Linked DNA regions of Mus musculus: all the other regions are linked to region 1. A link is a contact called in public HiChIP or PLAC-seq data. All regions are on one chromosome and are shown on one strand. The core of a region is the stretch at or near the end of the contact, and the rest is flanking DNA. Distances in the headings are between cores, read along the strand shown.

The links. HiChIP or PLAC-seq counts read pairs in DNA pulled down with a chosen protein or histone mark.
Region 2: an H3K4me3 HiChIP or PLAC-seq map of bone marrow-derived macrophages shows a contact between it and region 1, with 6 times the contacts expected there. The contact joins two enhancer-like sites. A contact is called at or near these places in 2 of 484 Hi-C or Micro-C datasets (embryonic stem cells and neural stem cells), 5 of 115 datasets of contacts at active chromatin or transcription factors (bone marrow-derived macrophages, embryonic stem cells and extraembryonic endoderm stem cells) and 4 of 9 other capture datasets (adipose tissue, embryonic stem cells, liver and 1 more).
Region 3: an H3K4me3 HiChIP or PLAC-seq map of bone marrow-derived macrophages shows a contact between it and region 1, with 4 times the contacts expected there. The contact joins two enhancer-like sites. A contact is called at or near these places in 2 of 115 datasets of contacts at active chromatin or transcription factors (bone marrow-derived macrophages and embryonic stem cells) and 2 of 9 other capture datasets (adipose tissue and embryonic stem cells).

What each region holds. Positions count from the first base shown.
Region 1 is chr16:21,813,585-21,817,510 of GRCm38.p6, forward strand. No RefSeq gene overlaps it. Among named protein-coding and RNA genes, the nearest start is that of 1300002E11Rik, 21 kb to the left of the region's middle. Within about 2 kb of position 1,552, at least 65 of the 459 cell types and tissues checked have an H3K27ac peak or open chromatin away from gene starts, as enhancers often do. A contact at or near this core is called in adipose tissue and bone marrow-derived macrophages, where this site is marked.
Region 2 is chr16:22,029,108-22,033,038 of GRCm38.p6, forward strand. It overlaps Senp2 (SUMO/sentrin specific peptidase 2), which reads left to right. Exons shown (of 17, transcript NM_029457.3): 10 at 2,997-3,057. Among named protein-coding and RNA genes, the nearest start is that of Senp2, 22 kb to the left of the region's middle. Within about 2 kb of position 2,679, at least 5 of the 459 cell types and tissues checked have an H3K27ac peak or open chromatin away from gene starts, as enhancers often do. A contact at or near this core is called in bone marrow-derived macrophages, where this site is marked.
Region 3 is chr16:21,589,036-21,592,557 of GRCm38.p6, forward strand. The region is part of intron 44 of Vps8 (VPS8 CORVET complex subunit); the gene reads left to right. Among named protein-coding and RNA genes, the nearest start is that of 2510009E07Rik, 100 kb to the right of the region's middle. Within about 2 kb of position 1,921, at least 55 of the 459 cell types and tissues checked have an H3K27ac peak or open chromatin away from gene starts, as enhancers often do. A contact at or near this core is called in adipose tissue and bone marrow-derived macrophages, where this site is marked.

The DNA.
Region 1 (3,926 bases), core at 302-2,801:
AGTCAACTCTGAGTGCATCAGCCTCCACGCATCTCCCTAGGCAACTGCATGTCCTGCTGAACGAAAGCCATGATGTCACTCCCTGGAATGGGGGTGGGGTGTCCCCTTTACCTCTTCAATGCGACTTCTTCTCTGTCCTGATTCACTTGCTTCTGCTGCTGTCCCTGCTTTGTGTTTGGAGAGACCCCTTTGGTGTTGTTTCCTGTTCTTGGGATGTCCCTCCCTCATTCCACATGCCACTTCCTTTACTCTTTCAGGCCTTGACTCAAGTCACTTTCTTAGTGAAGTCTAGGTTAGCCTACTGTATAACCCCTTAGCCTCCCTTCCCCCACCGTGTGTAGGCTTTATCTAGGAAGGTTCTGCTTGCTATAGCGCTTTTGGGTTCATCTTTCCGGTGCCTCTGGTCTATAAAGCTTCTGCAGGGAAATCCACTGACCATGTTTAGGAGCTCTTGTGTATGTGACAGATTGATTTTCTCTTGACACAAGTTTTTCTTTGACTTTTGACAGTTCAGTTATATTTCTTTCTGTGGACTTCTTTGGGCTCATTAGTCAGAACACTTTGACCTCATTAAATTTAGATATGCAGGGGCGGCGAGATAGCTCAGTGGGTAAAGGTTCTGGCTGCAAAGCCTTATAACGCAATCAGTCCCCAGAACCTAGGTGGAGGAGAGTTGTTCTGTAATATTGTCACATGTGTATCATAGCACATACATACCTCTTCATACGCGGTAAATAGAGAGGTAATGAGGATGTAGAGGCCTGCTTCCCTTCACTCAGTCAGCAGGACTGGGGACGTGAGCGATGTCTGCCACCTTACACTGTCCCTCTCTTACACTGTAACTCTGTGTGTGTTGGCCATCTTAACAGTGTCTCAGGCCCTCGACTGTCACGTTTCCTTCTGTCCCTTCTACTTCATGATCTTAAATCGTCTGTCTTCGAGTTTACTGAGTTATTTGATCAAATGTAATGTTGAAAACCCATTGAGTTTTTCAGCTCAGTTACTGAGTTCTCCAGTTGTGTATTTTTTTCCTTTGGTTCTTTTATGTGATTTCTGACACCCTGTTGGTATTCTCTTGTTCCTGTATTACTTCTGTGATTTCACTGGCTATTTGTGTTGTGTCTTACAGTGCCTTCAGTTTCTTTAATACAATTTCTTTCTGTTCTTTCTCTGAATTCTTCAGCTTTGGTGTATACCCGGATTGTTTGTTTCGTTGTTAGTTTTGGTTTGCACAAAGTCTTACTCTGTAGACCAGGCTGGCTTCGTGCTTATGGCAGTCCTGCCTGAGCTTGCCCACTTGTTGAGTTTACACAAGGGAGCTGCCATGTCTGGGTAGGTTTCATTTCTGTGCTTCCTGTGACAGTTCCTCGTATTTGTTTCCTGTTAGACGTACCAAGAGAATAGACCTGCAGCCTCTTCTCCCAGTCATTTACGGACTAGATTCATACAGAGTGGATATTCACCCATCAGCCGAGATAGTTGAACCTCTCAAGTCTTTTATGGGTGCGTGGTCTCTGGACTGTGGGTTTATGTAATTCCATAATTGGAACACTTTTCCAGGAACTTGTAAGGGCTTCTTCCTCCCTCTGGTGTCTATTCTTGGTACTGCATACTCAGCACTATCCAGGCATCCAAAAATCCCACATTATCTCAGCACTTCCAAGTCAGGCTTGATAGAAACAGTCACTTAAAGCTTCTGAAAAGACGGGAAGTTAGACATACTTTCTTCTTTTCCCTTCTCCCCACAAGGAAGAAACTATGTATTTTACATTTCCAGCCGTGCTGGGAAGTGTACACTCAGCTACATGTCAGGTGCCTGGCTGCCTGTGGAGCTCTATGGCATCCAAATATGCAGTCCTACAAGAAAGTGAGCCCTTCAGATGTGTGTTACACTATAAATTGGGTATGACTCAGGTGAGCATAGCTGGGCTGGCCCTGGAAAAGGACACGTATCAGGGGAAATAAAATGCTTTTTACATCCGTGTGAAAGTGTCTGCGGTCTCAGCTCATAGAGACCAGCATCATATATTTCAGATACAGCTGCCAGCTCCAGATTGCTCAGCCGAGCAGCTGCAGCTTGTCATTGCCACAGATCCCTCCTCGGATCCATTAGGTTTGCTAGGGTTCACACAGAACCAGGAACTTACCTATGGATGGCTGACCGTAAAGGGAATTAGCAGGAAACGATGGAGAGGGACAGAGCAGGGCACGTGAGATGGGTGAGGGCTCTGCTCTCCAGGAATGGCCGTGGCTGAGCTGCCAGATGCTCCTTTGGGCTTTTGTGAGCGCTTCATTACCCAGCTGATTAACTGCCATGTTGCTTTATTTAACTCTTAGGTCCCCGTGTCCACCCAGCATCTGATGCTGCCCCTCAGTCTTGGTGGTGCTGGGCTCCCATTGGGTTTCCTAAGGTTACCAGCCATTGGCCAGCTCACTGACATAAAATATGTCTACCGCTGAAGACTGCAAGGATTTTAGGAAACAATTACACATTTTGAATTTCAAATTTTATTTTATTTTTAACCAAGAAGCTGAGAATAGGTGAGTAGACATAGAGATAAAAAACCTTGGAGAGAAGATGATTTGATTACCTATTTTTTTTCTTCTCTGTCCCAATTATTCCTTTGTTAATCTTACCTTTATTTGAAAGATCAGAGTTGCCTGTGCTTGTGGAGTTAGTACCCCATCCATTGTTCGTCAGTAAACTGGAGGCAGTAGGACCACTGAGAACCTGAGCAAGAAAGACAGCTGGTCGTCAAGACAGCCAGCAGTTAGTGCGATGTCATGCCTGACAAAGCACAGTCACAGTTAAGAGTCTGGACACTTCATTCCATGACATAGAACACATATTCTGAGGATCTGAGCACAAGTTTTAGAGACAGAAAAGGACTGGAAGAAAGAATTGACAAGTTAGCCGGGCAGTGGTGGAGCACACATTTAATCCCAGCACTTAGGAGGCAGAGGCAGGCAAATTTCTGAGTTCAAGGCCAGCCTGGCCTGCAGAGTTCCAAGACAGCCAGGGCTGCACAGAGAAACCCTGTCTCAAGGGAAAGAAAAGAAAGTAGCAGGGGATAGAGAAATAGCTCAGCAGTTAAGGGGATTATCTGCTTTTCCCGAGGTCCAGAGTTCAATTCCCAGTACTCACATGGTGGCTCACAACCATCTATAACGTGATCGGATGCCCTCTTCTGGCATGCAGGGGTACATGCAGATAGAATACTCATTCATAAAATAAATCTTGAAGGAAGAAGGTGGGTCATTTCCTTGAAAGAAGGGACAGGAGATGGAAGATCAGAAACATTCCTGTTTATATCAGGATCCCTCTTCCCGGGAGCCGCAGGGACCGATAGAGGAAGCTGTAATCCTACGGTTATAGCTGACCTACTTGGGGAAGTTTGGCTCACAAATCCTGATTCTTCAGGTCAGAGAAATGGCTCCGTTTCAAACTTTGCTGGGTTGAAATGGATGACACCATTTCAATTTTTAGCCTTGCATGTTGGATCCCAATAGCGGAGCTTAGCCCCTAAACAACAGCATTCAGTAATTTCTGTTTAATATGCCAGTACTTCAAAAAACGCATGGTAAGACAGGAGGTATGACTCAGCTGGTAGAGTACCTGCCTAAGCATAAGACCCTGGAACCCATATTCCTGGCTCCTCCTGCACTCGGGGCTGAAGTACAGCTGTCATTCATCCTGGCTCTCAGGAGGCAGAGGCAAGAGGATTAGGAGCTGAAGGGCATTACCACCTACAGAGGGAGTTCAAGCCCAGGCTAGACCATGTGAGACCCTGCCTCAAAACAAAGGGTTGGAGAGGTGTGGAATAGTTTAAGAGTACTTGCTGCTCTTGCATACGGTCTAGGTTTGGTTCCCGGGACCCACATGGAACTCACAATCATTCGCAACTCTAGTTCCTGGGGATCTGATG
Region 2 (3,931 bases), core at 1,429-3,928, 220 kb after region 1:
CGCCACCACCGCCCGGTTCTGCCTTTGTTAAGGAAACCACATGGGTGAAGAGGTTGTGAATGAAGCTACTAGCGCTTGTGTGCTTGATGGCAGCAGAGTCCAGAGAGGCTCCAGATGCCCTAGAATTGGAACTAGAGCTACAAAAGGTTGGGAGCCACCGTGTGGATGTGGGAACTTTGCAGAGTAGCAAGTATTCTTCAAAAAGGCTCGTGTAAGACTTCAGGCAACAATTAGCTGAGAGCCCATATAAATGCAAATGATGTACTTCTGTTTATACTGTGGCACAGGGTAAATAGTACATCCTCAAAGTAACTAATGGGGCAATGAGAAAGGAGTAGTGAGACCAAAGCAAGATCACAGCTCAGCAGGGACAACATGTGTAAAGTCTTAGGATAGGAGGTGGCAGGTTATGAGCTTGGTTACCCTGGGCCTTGCATTTGCGGTTCTGTGGACAGTCATGAGTTGTGTGTGTTACGCATGGCTTTCCTCCAACACACCAGAGTCTGCATTGACACTGAGGCTTTACTGTTGCCCTCCCAAACCTCCCCACAGGGAGGCTAATCCTGTTACACATTGCCTAGTCTCCAGGCTCTTGGAAATCAGGTAAACTCCTCAATGATCCTATAACTCCTACATACTGTATGCTTGCAAAAACAGTACCACGTGGACAAAACTGAGGTCTCTGACCAGCTTGACGAAAGCAGCTGTGTCCTCTTGAGTGTTTAGGTGGCTGACCCATAGGCGGCTCTCTGTGAGGAGGGTGCCTTTGTTCTCAAGGCTGTCTTTAAAATGAACATCCGGGGCTGGCAAGATGGCTCCAATGCTTGCCACCAAATCTGAAGTCCCAAGTGTGATTCCCAAAGATCACATAGTGGAGAACACCAGCTTCTTTAGGCTGCCCTCTGATGGATACATGTGTGTCACAGGTCATTTGCTGCCCCTCAGATAGATAAGTGTAAGATTGCAGGAAACAATAGGGTAGTAATGAGTTGGGAGTTTTATGCTCTAAAGCCCATGGCCAGTTCCTTACTCTAGGAAGAATATCTAAGGGTTTCTTCCGGTCAGGGGTGCTGGGGTGAGCCCTAGCAGTGCTAGTTGTTTTTAATAATTGCATCACCTTGTCAGTGTGTCAGTTTTTCTTCCTTCCTTCCTTCCTTCCTTCCTTCCTTCCTTCCTTCCTTCCTTCCTTTCTTTCTTTCTTTCTTCTTGATTTATTTATTTTTATGTATATGAGTACATTTTAACTGTACACATGGTTGTGAGCCTTCATGTGGTTGTTGGGAATTGAATTTTAGAGCCTCTGCTCACTCCGGTCAGCCCCATTCACTTCGGCTCAAAGATTTATTTATTATTATATGTAAGTACACTGTAGTTGTCTTCAGACTCGCCAGAAGTCAGATCTCATTATGGGTGGTTGTGAGCCATCATGTGGTTGCTAGGATTTGAACTCAGGACCTTCAGAAGAACAGTCAGTACTCTTACTTGCTGAGCCACCTCACCAACCCAGTGTGTTGGTTTCAAATCCCTTTGCTCTACATTTTCCTTCCAAGTTTTTCTGTACACTTAGCTAAACTACCTTTCAAATTCCTTAGTTTGTTACTGCTTGCCCACCTCTTTTTATTTTTAAAGGAATGGGCAGGCAGTGTATATGTATACATGCATGTAGAAGTCAAAGGTAGAGACAGTAGAGAGGCACAGTCTCTCATTGAACTGGAATTGATTTTAATGGATTTGGCTAAACTGGCTGCCTAGCAAGCCTCAGCCCACATTGTACACATGAGCCCTTGCACACAGATTTTACATGGATACTGAACCAAACTCAGTATTTTGCCAACTCATATACCTCCTCAGCTCCCTTTTTCCGGTCTTTTGAGGCAGGATCTGTGATGGCTTGTATATGCTTGGCCCAGAGAGTGGCACTATTAGAAAGTGTGACCTGGTTGGAGTAGGTGTGTCACTGTAGGCATGGACTTAAGACCCTCACCCTAGCTGCCTGGAAGTCAGTCTTCCACTAGCAGCCTTCAGATGAAGATATAGAGCTCTCAGCTTTGCCTGCACCATGCCTGCCTGGATGATGCAGTGCTCTTGCCTTAATGATACTGGACTGAACCTGTAAGCCAGCCCCAATTAAATGTTGTCCTTTATAAGACTTGCCTTGGTCATGGTGTCTGTTCACAGCAGTCAAACCCTGATTAAGACAGGGTCTTACTATGTAAGGCTGACTGCAACTCATGATCCTCTGCCCACTGAATGCAGAGTTTACAGGCATAGACTACCTCTTCCTGAGTGCCAGCCTCTTAAATTACCCTCAGGAAAGGGTCGTGGATGCAGAGAAAATGGAGCCACTTTTACCTAGTAGTATCATTGCCCTTTCTGAACCTACCAAGTCCTGTCTAGTGTCTGTATTTCTCCCTCACATTCTGGTCTTCTGTCAGAAGACCCCATTACAGCATTCTAGAATGTCTCTCTTTAACCTAGATCTGCATTTTTTCCCATATTCTTCTTCAGATTAGTTCCAACATTGTAAGAGCCACAGAGAGGTTGGTCACAACAGCAACCCCACTTTTCTAGCATTTATTTTTCATGTTAGTTTTCTTCCATTGCTGCTAAAATGCCTGACACAAATGACCTAAGGGAGGAAGGGTTTTAGAGAAGTCAGTCTGTATGTAGTGCTGAGGAAAGCATTAGAATGACACGGTCTGTTTATGGCAGACCAGGAAGCAGAGACAGGGCAGTGCCAGCACTGGTTTTGTTTAGACACTAATAAATCCTAATTTTAAATTAAAAAAAAAAAAAAAAAAAGGTTTGAGACAGTCTCATTTAGCTAGCCTCAAACTCATTATGTTGCCTTGAGCTACTGGTCTTCCTGCCTCCACTTCCCTGGTTCTGGGATTACAGATGTGCACTATTATCACCAGTTTCAATGTTACTTGTGGAACTAACATGTGTCATTTAAACAGCAGAACTCTGTAAATCTGTAATGGTTTCCTCTCCAGGTATTCAAAAGGGAAAGCTGATACAGAGAAGGTGGTGGGACTCCGATTTGAAAAGGAAGGTGTAAGTAGAATCCCTTGGTAAATGTTAGATCTGCCTTGTCACTGGACTGACATTTTGATGCCACCAGAAACAAGGAAGTAGCCCTGGCTGTCCTAGAACTAGCTCTGTAGACCAGGCTGGCCTTGAATTCGTAGACATCTACCTCCCAAGTACTGAGACTAAAGGTGTATTCCACCACTACCCAGTCTACTTTTAATGTAAGTATTAGAATCAGTGTTTCAGTATCTCTGTAGGCATGTTCAGGTTTTTAATAACAAAGTTATTTTGTTAAACATTTACTATCTGGCAGAAATCAATGTCAATCTATCTCAGTCCCCACCCCATGTGGTCTTACTCTGCAGCCTTGCTATATAGACCAGACTGGCCTCAAACTTGTAGAGATCCACCTGCCTCCTGATTAATGAACCCTCTGCTGGGATTACAGGGATGCACCACCACACCCACACAGAAATGTATTTCTTAATAAATGCAACTGAAGCTTTGTGTTACTTACATTTTATTTGCATAGAGTTACAGAAGTGGTCCTAAAACATCCCCTTATCTAATGTTCTCTGTTTCCTGTGATTCCAGATGCACTCTTTTTTGTTTAACTATCATTTATCAGCCATTAGTCAAAACAGAATGCTTATAATCTTAGCACTCAGGGAGGACCAAATCTAGACAGTTAAGCCAGTCTAGACAGCAAAGTGTGAGCTAGTCTTTCTGTAAAATGAAGGAGTGAATGGGAACTACCAGGCAGTCAGAAAGAATGAAGAAAGCTCACTGGTGTCTTGAGACTCTCTAGCTCTACTCTAAAAGTTCTGTTTCTAAATACATTTCCTAACAAACTTATAAGGTGTCAACTTTGTATCTGTGGGCAAGTGCTCCATTCCTG
Region 3 (3,522 bases), core at 671-3,170, 220 kb before region 1:
CAATTCATAGGAAATGTGGCTTTGCTCTGATTTCTAACATTTGACCATTCTACTTCTGCTAGGATTCAGTACAATTTTTCTGAAACAGATAAGGTTGCAAAACACATCTGTAAGGGCAAGAGACCCTGTATATAAACACAATGCTAGCTAGTTACAGTTTGACCAGAAGAATTGCACTGAAAAGAGCAGTAAAGCCTTGTTACCAGCAGTCCATATGGTGTAACTCAGTGTCTCGCCACCCTTGGCAGAGAGCTGCCGAGGCAGATGTGGCTCTTGAGCTTGGAGCGGATGCTGTGCTGGGTTTTGCTACATGAATGGTAAACAAGAGTTAGTCCAAGGCACCACACAGTATGTACTGTGAATAAGGAATTGCATCAGCATCCCAGTTTTCAAAATGTATGTAACTAAAAGCAGCAAAGCGAACGCCCTAAAATACCGCTTTCCCCTGGGATGGTGTTCCAAGGGCAATGGAAAGCACTAAGTAATAACCATCAGTTCCCTAGTATGGTGGGTTTCATTTACTTTCCTCTGAAGATCCGGCTATCCCGGTTAAATCCATCCAGAGAGTATGACAGGAGTCACTTAGCTCTCACCTACTTCTATCTGAACAAAGGATAATTAAATGTGTTTGAAATATCCCACTGCCCTTGGAACACCATCCTATCAAATAACAGTTTAGTTTATCTTTTTGGGAAACATGATAACTGACATTTAATTCCTCAGCTTCTGACTCCCAACACAACTTACTCCCAAGCCTGTGGTCCTGGCAGGTCAAGTGCTGCCTCCGGCCATTCTTAACTAACTTCATGTGTTAAAATCACTAGTCAACCAAGATATACAACCAGCCAGTGACACTTATATACCATTTATCTACCAACAAATCAACATGAGCATGACTGGATATTCTGCAGAACACCTGCTTTCTCCTTTGGTCCTGTATAAGCAAGAGAAATGATCCAAATGAGTTACCTCCCTTAGTCCCAGCAACTTTACAGCCTCGGGGTAGATGTTGGCCAGCAGGTCTGTCTCATTTAACCTTTGTTTCTCTACACACGAAGGTAAAATGTTCAGGAGACACTATCATTCTAGTTGAAGTACTCAGCATCCTACTCTAGTATATAAGTTCACTTTTTCATTTATATTAATAGTAAATAATGTCAGTTTAATCTTAATTTATTCATTTATTAAATTTAAAATAAGAGAAGTACAAGTTCAATGGAAAAAAAGACTTAATAGAATTCAAACATTATTAGCAAGGTTCAGAGTTCTATTTTGTTTTTCTTTATCCTTTGTGTCTTTGTTGTTATTTGTCTTTCTGTCCTGTGTTTCTTATGTGTTTGCGGCATGCGTGTTCCACTCATGTATGTTAGAGTGGGTGCCTGCCTGTCATGGTGCTCACAGAGAGAGAACAACCTGGGCACTGACCGTGGCCTTCTGCTTTGCTTGAGACACTGTGTCTTGTGCTTTACTCTCTGCGTGCCCAGGTCATCAGACCCGTGAACTTACAAGATTCTCCTGTCTCCTCTCCTGTCTCTGCTGTCCATCTCCTCATGGGGTTGCTAGGATTACAGACATTCGTGATACAAGTCCAGAGTTTATGTGGGCTCAGGGGATCCAGTTCAGCTTGTCATGCTTGCACAGCACAGCACGCTTTTTTTTAACCCACAGATCTGTCTCTTCAGCCAAGGTTTGACTTCCTTCAGAACAGATAAGCTAATGGGAGATGTCACACACCAGAAACATTCAAGTTGTTATTTCTTTTAAAACTTCAAAAAATAGGACATTTAGACATTCATATTTAGACATTCATTAAAAGTTTTATAAAATATTTTTCAAAATCAGCCCTTGCTATAGAGAGCCCAGCATCTAAGTACCAAGAACTTCCTGTTCACTAACACAGAGATGACGTGTGTGTCACAGGGGAGAACACACAAGCTTCCTGCTCACTAACAGGAAGATGACTGCATGTCTTAAGGGAGTCCACCCAGGCTTCCCCTTGCTAATGGGCTTGACCTCATGTCTCTGCTCTCAGAACCGAGAGCACATCTTATCTTGGAGGATGCATTCACAAACAATGTGAGCGGGCAGGATTTATGTCCTCCAAATGACTTCACTAGTGATGTTTATTTTCTTCGCACATTACACACTGATCGTTTATCTTGAGTTCCCACAACACTGTAGAAGCGTAAACCAAGTTGCTGCATAATAAAATCAGAAGCTTGTTTTTATTTGTCCATTTTTAAGGATGATTCTCTGCTATAAAAAGGTTAAGTTCGAAATAGATGGATAGATAGATAGATAGATAGATAGATAGACTAAAAAGAGATCCTAGTGTTTAATAATAGTAACATTTCCCAAAAGAGTATCCTCTAAGTGAAGCTTACAAATTAAGTAAGGATTAATAGGACTCAGAATACATGGAGATAATCAGTGATTCTAACATAAGTGAGACTTCATTAACAGTGTCATTTGCCAATGATCTTGTTATACCAAAGCATAAACGACATTACTCCAGCTGAAGCCAGTATTTAACAAACACCTGTCTTGGGCCAAATGTCTTTATTGGTACTATAGCATACACTGGTTTGGGGCTTTGTTTGGTTTTTATTTTTGTTCGGGACAAGGTCTCACTAAGCCAGGCTGACCTTGAGCTTGCTGTGCAACTAAGGACCTTGAACTTCCAGTCTTCCCATCCCTGCCTTCCAGGCCCTAGGACTGCAAGTGTGTCACTGTGCCAGGTCTTATGTGATGCTGGGGATGAAACCCAGAGCTTCCTGATGTTAGGTGTGCACTCTGCCAACTGAGCTCTATCTCAGTCCCCTCTCAGTGCATCCTGGTAAACAGCAGAACTATAGTTCTCACCAGCAAGGGAGCTAGAATATACTTACATAAACAAACGTATTGCCGACACTGCAGTTTTGAATTGTCAGAGGTACATATTTGGTGTGAGTAGAATTTTATAAAGTGAGTGACTTGGATCAAATAGCAGGGAAGATGGAGGGAGGGATGGATGGGTGGGTAGGTGGGTGAATAGATGGATGGATGGATGGATGGATGGATGGATGGATGGATGGATGGGTGGATGGATGGAACTAGGCACAGTGTCAAAATAAGTTGAGGCAGGAAGGTACCTGGGGGTTGAGACTAACCTGGTGAACACAGTGAGCTCTGGGGGAGGCAGGGCATAGCTGTAAATGTGAAAACTGGGAAGGAAAGAGCAGGGACGAGCACGCCTGGTTTCGTCCTGAAGATGAGAGGAAACACTGATGGTTTTAAAGCAGAGCCAGTATGAACTAACCAGTACCCGGGAGCTCTTGTCTTTAGCTGCATATGTATCGAAAGATGGCCTAGTCGGTCATCACTGCAAAGAGAGGCCCATTGGACTTGCAAACTTTATATGCCCCAGTACAGGGGAACGCCAGGGCCAAAAAGGGGGAGTGGGTGGGTAGGGGATTGGGGGGGGTGTGTATGGGGGACCTTTGGGATAGCATTGAAAATGTAAATGAGGAAAATACCTAATTT